Linked DNA regions of Oryctolagus cuniculus: region 1 is linked to region 2. A link is a contact called in public Micro-C data. All regions are on one chromosome and are shown on one strand. Each heading gives the region's core, a stretch centred on a gene start, on an enhancer-like site or on the middle of the called end of the contact. The rest is flanking DNA. Distances are from core to core; before and after follow the strand shown. Region 1 overlaps SMAD6 (SMAD family member 6). Region 2 holds the start of SMAD6 (SMAD family member 6).

Region 1 (5,143 bases), core at 1,641-4,140, 39 kb before region 2:
AGCACTGCTGTGGGCCAGGGCACGGGCACAGAGGAGGGTGGGGGAGAGGGGCGTTCCTGGGGAAGCTGTGGGCCAGGGGCAGGGTACTGGCTTGCACTTCCTACCCAGGACCTGGTGGCCACAGCTGAGAAAGTGACCACCACAGATAAAAAAAAAAATAAAACTCTGGTGCCCACTAAGGCCTAAGCCCCTTGCCCTTGGTTACTGCAAGTCGAGATGGGCTGCCCATCCTCTGTGTCAAATGCATGCAACTCATCTTTCAACTCATTTTTTAATAATGTAGAGATGACTATGGAGAACACCTGGCCTCTGAGGCAAGCTAACCTGGCATTTGAAAACTATCCAGGTGAGCTGCCAATGGCTAGGCAGGCTCTGCAAACAGCCCCTGACCATGGAGCCCCTAACCCCCACAGAAGACTCCAGAAAGGCGCAGGCCAGGGGCAGGAAGGCTTGGTGTCCCACAGGGGAGCAGAGGCATCTAGCCGGAGCCTCTGGCCGATGGCAGAGCTCTGGCCGCAAAGGGCAGGTGTGGCGCTAACACAAGGCTCTGCAGGGGCAGCCAGAGGTCCACGGCCCATCCTCACCCCGCTGGCCTGGCTGGGGACCTCAGCGCAGCAGGCAGCCTCTGGCTTAGCCTCGCCAAGTGGAGGTAAGAATTTCTGTCCTCCTGGCTCGATCCTCCCAGGAAAGATCAATTGGATCAATTACATTAATTGGATTACTCTTTGTTAAAATGAAAATCAGGCCAGAAGGAATTTGGTGTATTCGTTCTGTTAGACCAATAACTGGCACGCTTAATGTCCGACGTACAGGATCCCAGAAAGTCGCTTCTGCCTACCCCGGGGGCTGACTTTTCCTCCACAATGAGATTAACCCTTCGGAGCCCGCGCCTCTGCATCCCTGGACCGTAGCCTCCCACTGTGGGGGATGCCAGTCTTCACACTCATGTCTGACCTGAGCTGTTTGCAAATCCACACACGGAGGGGACAGGGAGGGCTGTTGGACTCACGGTACAGTGACCCACTGCTGGACCCACTGTACAGTGGGTCGCTGTAACCACATCCAACACAACCTCACCCAAGACAGGCGCCTGAGCACTGTAACCATCGCACCCCCCAAGGGCATCGATCAGCCACAGCCGGAAGCAGCCAAGCCTCAGTCCAACAAAGACACGAAAACCCCAGGCAGTCGGCGGCTCAGCCCCATGGACGATGAGGTACTGAAGTGGCATCTTCCCCGAACAAGGGAGACGCTGTCCAGAAGCAGGTCTGCACAGATCCCATCCCCCCAGCCCTGCTCCAGCAGCACCAGGGACCCCCACCCCCACCCCACCCCAGCACAAACCCTGAGCGGAAGCGGAGCTTCCGCGTCAGCTGCGGGAACCACAGGCTGGAGTCAGGATCCTTATGGATGCGGGACAGAGAGCTGGCTGGCCCGGGAGGGAGACCTTTGACTGCCAGGGACCAGGCACGTCCCCTCCCACGATCTGTCCCCATGCTGGAGCAGTCTGTGGGTCACCGTGACTTCTGAATGCTTAAACAGGACAGGCGTCACCAAAGTCGCACGGCTCCTGCACCCCGTTCTCCCGCCAAGCCTGGCATGCATTTGTCACAAAAATCTTTTCTCACCTGGGAGACCCAGAAGGGGGCAGGCCGAGGCTGGTGAGACCGGTGCCAGCCTGCTCTATCTCCCGCCGGCCCCAGCATCCTCCAGCTGGTTCCCGGGGCGCCTCGGCTTCTTATCAGGGCCCAGGGCCCGCCAGCCAGGCACCAGCACACATCCCACTGGCGCACCTTCCGCCCGAGCAGGGCCTTTGTCTGTGGCTCCACTCTGGCTGCGGGAAGTGGGGCGCAAGGGAGGGTGGGGGTGCCATGGGGCTGCAGAGGGCCAGCGAGGGTCCTCTGAACCTGGTGCCACGCGATCCTCACTGGAGGAGGAGAAGCAGAGGTGGAAAGAGCCCAGACAGCACGGAGCACCACCCACTAGGTGGCTGAGCAAGCAAGCTGAGGCCAGAGAGGACATGGGGCTTGCCAAAGGCCACATAGCCCACGGCGGGGTCGCAGAGCCTGGGCTGGGACTGGCTCTCTAGGTGGCTGCTGAGCCAAGCGCCCTGAGCAAGTGGCGTTGCGCTTCTCACACTTGGTGTCACAAAATGGACACAGCACTCAGACGGCTGCAAGTGTTAGTAAAAGGGCACAGCCTTCTACATCCAACACCATCCTAGGCTCTAGCCGCAACCATTGCTGGAAGCCAGGTGACCAGATGGCCCAACCACAGGTGTCAGCTCCACCCCGACCCTAATGGGATCCACCGCTTTCCTACTTCCCTGCCCCCCAGCAAAGGTTTCACAGGACCTGTTTCCAGCACACTTGCTCTCTCTCTCCTGATTCCTCTCTCTTGCTCTCTCGCCCGCCCCCCAGCCCATGGGGCTTCTCCCACTGGACAATAAACCCTTAACTCCGGTGTTTGGTGTGTTTTGTGGTGGCCTTACAGCAAGTCCAGTCCAGCGCAGGGAACAGTGTGCTGCCCAAGGACAGGTGCCCCTCGGGGAGCAGGCCTTTTCCCCCTTGCCTTAAAGTGGGGGAGAGTTTAGGGAGAGGAGCTGAGAACTGTTTTAATGGGGGGGGAAGGGATGGGATTGGCATGGGGGTGGGGTATCCAGTGGAGGGCTGCGCTGGAGCTCTGGGTTTTAAAAAAAGCAGGATGTTCGGCTGGGGCCTCTCTCCTCTCAAATAAACAATCTACAACCTCATTCAAAACAGGGGCATGCTGGGGAGCCCTGGTCACCTGATTTTCATACCGGGGAGGGGATGGGGGTGCCACCAGACTCCTTGGAGGGCCCATGGGGCTCTCCCTGCCTCCACCCTGACCAGGGGGCTCCCAGGGCAGCTCAGTGAGGCAGCAAGCAGGCAGGTCCCACCCCAGGCTCCCGTGCAGAGCTTCCCAGAGGGGTGGTCCCCCGTCCCTACCCCCACCCCCGTTTTCTTGCTGGGGTCTGGAAGCACCCCGTTCACAGCTTCCCAGCTTCATTCTCCCACAGGGCCATGTTCCTCAGCGATGCTGATGGACAAGGGCCCTGGCCTAGGGGGAGGGGGCCAACCACGACTCAAGCGCTATTCCGAGGCGGCCATGATCGGCATCTATGGCTGGACCAGGCAGCCAGGTCCCTCGGTCCTCCCAGGCTCCCGGACACACTCGCCAGCTGTCCTCACGCTGGTCACCTGCCCAGCCCAGGACGAAGACCCAGTCTGGATCTTCGGTAAGGTTTCCCAGTGGCCAGGCCCTGAGCAGTCACTCAAAACCTGGGAGTGGCCTATTTACCAAATGCCTCCCTTCCTGCGGCAGGAAGTCGCTCCCAGAGCAGTGGTTTTTGTTTTTTGGGTGTTTTTTTTTTTTTTTCCAACTCTTTCTGGGCTCGTGGTTTGGAAATAGCGCAGGGCTGCGAGCTACAGGATCCGGGCCCTCTCCTCCACGGCTGCTGGGACAGAAAACGGATACAGCCTTTCCGGAGGGCACTCTGACCTTCAACGTGCGTGGCCTTTGACCCAGCCGGCCCAGATCTAGGAATTTAACCTGAGGAAATAACCAGCAGAGTCCACAAAGACGACGGCTGGAGGATGCACGCCAAGCGGCAGTGTTTACAATTAAAGGAAAAAAAAATCCCAGCCAGGACCTAAACGGCCAGCCCCGGGGATCGGCTAAGTAAATACGGCTTGGGCCACAAACTGAAATACTAAGCAGCCGTCACACACACACACACACACACACATCACACAGAGGACTCGACGAATGAGGAAATGTTCTCAACGCTGCTAGGAGGAAAGAAGCTATAGGCACTTTTTGAAATCTGTTTACTTGATTTATTTAATTCTTTTTGAGAGGCAGAAAGAGAGAGCGAGCAAGCAAGCTATCCACCAGTTCACTCCCCAAATGCCCACGATAGCCAGAGCCAGGCCAGGCTGGGGCTGGGAGCTGACCACCCAACCCAGGTCTCCCCCGTGGGTGGCACAGAGTCATCTTTGTGAGCCACACCTGCTGCCTCACCAGGTGCGCATTAGCGGGAAGCCGGAGTCAGGAGCGGGGCTGGGACTCGAATCCAGGCACCCAACGGGTGTCGCGAGCGCAACGCGCACTGCCCGCCTCCGTGTGTGCTTGTATGGCTCGCTCCCTTGCACCTGGGCAGAGTCATCTATCTCACATTTCCGTGCACTCGAGGACAAGAAAAACTAATATTCCAAATAGCTAAAGTAATAATAGGATTATTTTATTGCAGGATGGTAGAGTTAAGGACCATCACTCGTCCTTCATGTTTTTCTTGTTCTCTAAACGTTCTGAATGAATCATCTGTCTCTTTTTTGGAAATAAAAGAGGAACTATTGGCTGAGCCTTGGGCCTGGCTCCTCTACGGCTGCTGCTCCGTGTCTCTGGGAGCCCCCCTCTCTCATCAGTGATGGTAGCTAGACACACACCCATCTTACAGTCGCCGAAACTGAGGCCGCTGCTACCCGTCCAAGCTCCACCACTCCAAGAGAACACAGCCCGAGTCAGCCTGCTGAGATTGGGGTCAGAAGGGAGACCCTGGGAGAACACGACCCCCACCCCCACCCCAAGCCACCAACCCCACTGCTCTCCCACTGCAAACTGCTGGGACTCTCAGAATCCCCCGGGGAACAAGGCACTGTGGGGTCTCTGGCTGGTGGCCGTGTCTGGTCCCTTCGTGTCTTCCCTGGGGTGACTCGGAGTGCAGAGCCAGGAAGGACCTGTTATTACACAGACATGGGCACTGAGGCCCACGTGGGGAAGTGTCACAGCAGCCACTCTGGAATGCGGGACTCCAGGCACAGGTTTCAGGGCCAGAACGGTGGCCAGTGTGACCCACCCACCTGGCTTCCTGAGATGAGGCTGGGGGCTGCGGGCAGGCTCAGGCGGGGAGAGCCCAAGAGCCAGACACTCACCCCTTCCCTAGAAACGGATCAGTGGGCAAGCCTCACCCCAGGAGGAGTGTCCCAACGAAGACCCCCCCTCCACCAGGGGGGAGCCCCCGTGCGGTCTGCAAGGAGCTGAGAGCACAGTGGGGGAAGGAGCCTGCCCCCCCTTTACGGACAAGTCAGGAACTAAAGCAACTTATCCCCCACCCCAGACT
Region 2 (5,007 bases), core at 1,345-3,844:
GCGCGGGCTGGCCGCCCAGGCGGAGGTCGGCGCGCGGCACCAGCACGCAGCCGCCCGGCACGCCGCCGCGGGACTCCACCGCCTCCAGCAGCGTGTCCAGCGAGCGCTCCTTGAGCCGCTTCAGCAGCGAGTACGTGACCGTCTTCAGTTCCTGCTCGAGCAGCAGCAGCCGCGAGCGCGCTTCGCGGCTCCGCCCGCCGCCCGCCGGCTCCAGCGCCGCCCCGGCCAGGGGGTCCCCGGCGTCCCGCGGCGCGCCGGCGGCGTCCCGCTCCGAGAAGAGACAGCAGGTCACCGTCTCGCAGTCGCTCTCGGGCAGCCAGCCCGGGCCGCCCGGCTCCGCCACGTCCAGCAGGGAGCCCCCAGCGCCGGCCCCCGGCTCCGACACGGGCCTCTGGGGGCCCCCTGCGCGCCGGCGCCTGCCCGCGCTCTGGGCGCCTCGCTGTCCCACCGCGTCCCGGGGCCGCCGCGGGGCTACCGGGCGGACTTCGGGGCGGCCGCAGCCTCCGCCCTCTCGTGCCCGCGGGGCCGGCTCAGCTCGGCTGCCAAAGCCCCCATCCTCGTCGCCGCCGCCGCCGCCGCCGCCGCCGCCTTCCTCCCGGTCGGGGACCACACGACTTCGCCAAAGTCGCCGCACCAGCCCCGAGCGTTTGGACCTGAACATACGATATCCTTTGGCGCCGGGGGTGGAGGGGAGGCGGTCTCCGGTTACCAGGGGTCCGTTCCCTCAGCGAGGCGCGGGCCGCAGCCCCACATGAAGCTCCGCCGCGGAGCGCCGTGCAGACCGCGCACAGCCCGTCGTCGAAGGGGCGCCGCAGGGTTGCAACATGAGGGAGCTCGCCGAGGCGGGCGGGCCGAGAGCACGCGCGGGGCCGGGGGCCGCGCCGCTCGGCCACTCCAGCGCCCGCGCTCCGGGGGGCTGCAGGCGGCGCGCCGCGGCGGCGACGACCCCGCGAGGGGCCGGCGAGCCTTCAGGAGACGCGCGGCTGGTCCATGGGCACAAAGCGCTCGCGCCGGACCCCGAGTGTGTCTGGGAAGCCCTGCTTTTAAAAAAACTCAAGCGCTCCACTACATGGGCTCTTCCTGCCAGGTCCGAAAGGCAGGCTTGTAGATACCCTCAGCTCCCTTCTTAACTCCCTGCAAAATAAAAGGGGAGGGGGGGGCGGGGAGGGGGGAAAAAAAGGAAGGAAGGAGAGGGAGAAGCGATCCCAAAACAAAACCCCCAGTCCCTGGATTTGCGTGCACGGAAGGCCAACTCCGTCTCAGGTCCCCGGCGCTAGATGCACTTGGAGCGAGTCCTCCCGGACGCGGGTGTCAACACATTGAGTGGAAGCTGCAAAAATTCCCAAAGAGCTGCCGGGGATCCTTAATGAAAAGTGCAGTCCGCCGAGGCCGAGGTCGCAGCCCGCCCCGCGCCGCGCTCGGACGCGCCGGGCGCCGCGGCGGCCGAGGTCGCCCGCCTCCCCCCTCCGCCAAAGTGCCTCCCGGTGGCCCCGCGGTCCCCGCGAGGGCTGGCGCGGCAGCGCCCGGCGGCTCGGGCTCTCGGCGCGGCGCCCTCGCTCGCTCCCCCGCTCGGCTCGCTCTCTTTTTTGTTCTCCTCAAACGCACACTGAGGGCCCCCGGAGGAGCGCCGCGGAGTCATTGGCTGCCTCCCATCATATGCCAGTCTAGACACTTTGGCGGCTCCGCGGCGCTGATTGTTGCGCAAACAAGGTTTCAAGTTTCTTAACTCTTAAAGGAGAACACGTCCCATTGCAGGGCCCGAGGCGCGCAGGGGCCGGCTCCCGGGGCGGGCCGAGCCCCGGCCCCCGCCCCGCGCCCGCCCCGGGCCTGACAGCGCCCGAGGCCCGCTCTCGGTGGCTCGCGTCGCGTCGCGCCCCGGGCACGGATGCGAGCGGGCACACGCGCGCTTTCCGCGTACACGCGGTGACGACGGGACGCGGCGCTGGCGAGCCCCCCGCCACTCGGGCGCGCACGGCGCCCCCCGCCTCGAGCACCCACTCGCAGATACGCCTTGCCCTTCAGAGTGGGTCTAAGCCCCCGTTGCCGGGGCGGGCACGGATGTGCTTGAGTGCCTGCCCGCCTCGCGTCTCTGGGGAGCATGGGACCGCTGAGACGGTGGGGAGCAAGGTCTTGCAGGACGGGCCCCCTGTGCAGAGTCGGGGTCTCTCGGCTGAGCCAGCTGAGGGGGAGGGGGCGGGCGGGAGAGACTGCACTGGCGGGGCAGGGGGCTCCGGGACGGCCCGAGCTGGTTAGTTGAAGGAGGTGGGGGTCGAGGCGAGCGGTGCCTCCTCGCCGGCTCCTCTCGGCCCAGCCTAGGAGCGAGGGGAGCCGCCTGTAGTCCCCGGACCCCCTCCAGGCCGGGTGCTTCCACCTCCCCCCTTTTCCTGGCCAATTGGATCTGCCAGGCGTTGAGGGCTGGGGGCCTGGGGTCGTGCTTTCCCCGGCGAGGATGCCCCCACGAGAGTGCGGGGCGGTCCGTGGGCGGGGGCGCGGCGGCCGCCCGGCGCGGGAAGGGTTAAGGCCGCTCCTGCCCCTGGAGCCGGCGCGGCGGGGTACCTCCTCGGGCGCGCTCGCTCGTCCGAGGGTGGCAAAAGTTCAAGCTTGTAAAGTCGGGATTGGTCCCGCGCGGAGGGGAAAAAAGGCCTGGTCCCCCCTCCCCCTCCCGGGCGAGGCGCCGATTGGCCGGGCCGCGGGGCCGGCCCCGCCCCTCCCGGCGCACGGCGGCCCCGCCCCCGGCGCGGCGCCCCGCCCCTTTCCGGGCAGGAGCCGGGCCCCGCGCTGAATGAAAGAAATTCCGCTACTCCCATTGGCCCGGGGCTGGGCGCCCTTCCCCCGCGGGGGCGCGGGTCTCCCCCGGGCGCGCACGCTGGGGGCTGGCGCGGTGCTTGTGCGGCCGAGCTAGCCCCCCAGCCCAGAGTCTGTCTGGGCGCTGGGGGAAGGGCGAGCTTTGCAGGAAGAACCCAGAACCATTTGCAGTACCTGAAGCCAGGTACTGTTGGCGCCGCGCGCCCTGGGGGAGACAGGGGCTCTCCCCTGATGCGATACCGCACCGACAAACGTCCCCACCGTCCCCTGCCTCTCTGGTCGAGTGGAAGCAGCTGTCCTAGCCTCAGTTTCTTTGGAAACGCGGATGCAGAGGCCTGCTCGGAGTGCTTTCACAGAGCCCTGAAGACGCGGGGACATGGTGCTTGTCACGTGCTCACGCCGCAAGTGAGCTGCAGGCTGACTCTGCAAACACACCTACGTCACAGCACCCCCAAGGCTGCGTGACCCGCACCCCCGGAAACCCGTCCCGGGGTCCCTCAGTCACTGCCCGCTACGGGAAATTCATGCATCGTAAAAACCAAGGGGAGGTCAGGATGAAGAATTCCCTTCTAGGAGGGCACTTACTGGTTTGGCTGTGGAGTGCAATAGCAGTGTGTTCCACCGCGTTCCCGAAACTTAATCATTTAATTCTCACGACGACCTTGATATGCAACGTTACCCCTCATCGCAAATGGAGAGCCCGTGCAGGGACCTATGGAGAGTGCTAACCTGCTAAAAACCTCCAGCCAGCGTGTGCATCCCTAACCTCAGGAAGTCGCTGGGGGGGGGGGGGGGTCCCTGTTGCAGGATTTTCAATCCACGTGTTTCGGGCGAGGCCCGGAGAGACTCCACATCACAGCACTTGTCAGGAGGTGTGGTTGTTACCACTCTTTTATAGATAAGGACACTAAGCCACAAAGACTTGCACAGCTTGTAATTAGTGGCCGAGGGGGATTTGATGCAGCCAGTTTGGCTGGGGCAGGTGTGTGCTGGGAAGCAGAGGAAAGGGGATAGTGTGGAGAAGGGGTGTTGCCTGCAGGTCGGCAGGGCTGTGCACACCCCTGGGGCAGATACGTGAGCGGTGGCTCCATTTGGCCCCTCTTGCAGCCCTGCAGCCCTGAGTTCCCGGATGCTTGGCCGGTGCTCCGGCTCCCAGGAGAAATGCCTTCTTCCCTGGGCAGCAACTTGCGTACTTTGGGCCCTGAGCCCTCGCTCCCTGCCTGGGGAGCCCTGAGCCCAGACTCTGCGTAAGCCCACGTTCAGTGCCGACCGTACCCGTGTCGGATCTGGAGGTTTCCGGGCTCTCATCTGTCAGAATTGCCCTGGAAGTGATTGCCAAAATGGAGGACCCACAGTCAGCGTCTAAGGTGGACTGTGGTAGTGACAGGAAGGGGAGGGCGGTGACCGGTCTAGGACCTTGGATTCCTAGGGCTCCTCCAGCCCCAGGCCTGGCGCGCGTGTGGCCACTAGAGGGTGCAGGCGGCGGAGCCGAGAAGGGCCGGGCGGCGGCGGCGGCGGCACCGTGCGGGGACTCCCAGCGTCCTACACTGCCAGACCCGGGAGCCCGCTCCGGCTCCCTGCAGCTGCGAGGCGGGGGGAAGGCGGGTTCCTGCCGCTCACCCTCAGCTCTCTGCAGGGCCCGGGCTGCGGCGATTGAGATCTGCCCCACAAAGCGCTCACTCTGTGCGTCTCCCTCGAGGCGCCTACCCAATTCCTGCCGTTCCTGGGAGCGGAAAGGTTGCGGCGCAGGCCACCCACAGCCGCCTGAGAGCGTGAGGTCAGAAGCAGGCCAGGGGACGCCAGTCCCTCCGTCGCACGGGACAGCGCTGTCCTGTGTCTTCCTCGCAGCCCCTGGCCCCGGGTGGGCACTCAGTAAATGGCTCTGGGGTGGGACGGTTGAGTTCAAGCCCTGAGCTTGCAGCTCGGCCCAGGTGAGGGAGTGCGCTTACCTGCCCTGTCATCACATCTCCAACAATGCGCAAGATAAGCTGTGGTGTTTTATTATTATTTTTTAAGGGAAGAAAACAGAGGTTCAGAGATCTGTCTCGGGTCACATGGCCAGGAGGTAGCAGAGCTGAGACTTGAACCCAGTGTGCAGCTGGGAGGTTTCTATGCTGGCTGGGAAGGCATGAGGCCTGTAACAGCAGAAGTCACACGACACTGAACTTGCTCTTGAGCAGTAGGAAGGGGGCGGGGTCTAGG

Evidence for each region. A called contact is a pair of places that touch in the nucleus more often than the background predicts.
Region 1: a Micro-C map of ear pinna shows a contact between it and region 2, with 2.1 times the contacts expected there. The contact joins the enhancer-like site here to the promoter of SMAD6 in region 2. A contact is called at or near these places in 2 of 6 Hi-C or Micro-C datasets (ear pinna and skin fibroblasts).

The regions. Positions count from the first base shown.
Region 1 is chr12:89,609,923-89,615,065 of mOryCun1.1, reverse strand. All of the region lies in intron 2 of SMAD6 (SMAD family member 6), which reads right to left. Among named protein-coding and RNA genes, the nearest start is that of SMAD6, 39 kb to the right of the region's middle. Within about 2 kb of position 2,890, at least 3 of the 8 cell types and tissues checked have an H3K27ac peak or open chromatin away from gene starts, as enhancers often do. A contact at or near this core is called in ear pinna, where this site is marked.
Region 2 is chr12:89,571,076-89,576,082 of mOryCun1.1, reverse strand. It overlaps SMAD6 (SMAD family member 6), which reads right to left and starts at 2,594. Exons shown (of 3, transcript XM_051822328.2): 1 at 1-2,594. The coding sequence starts at 661.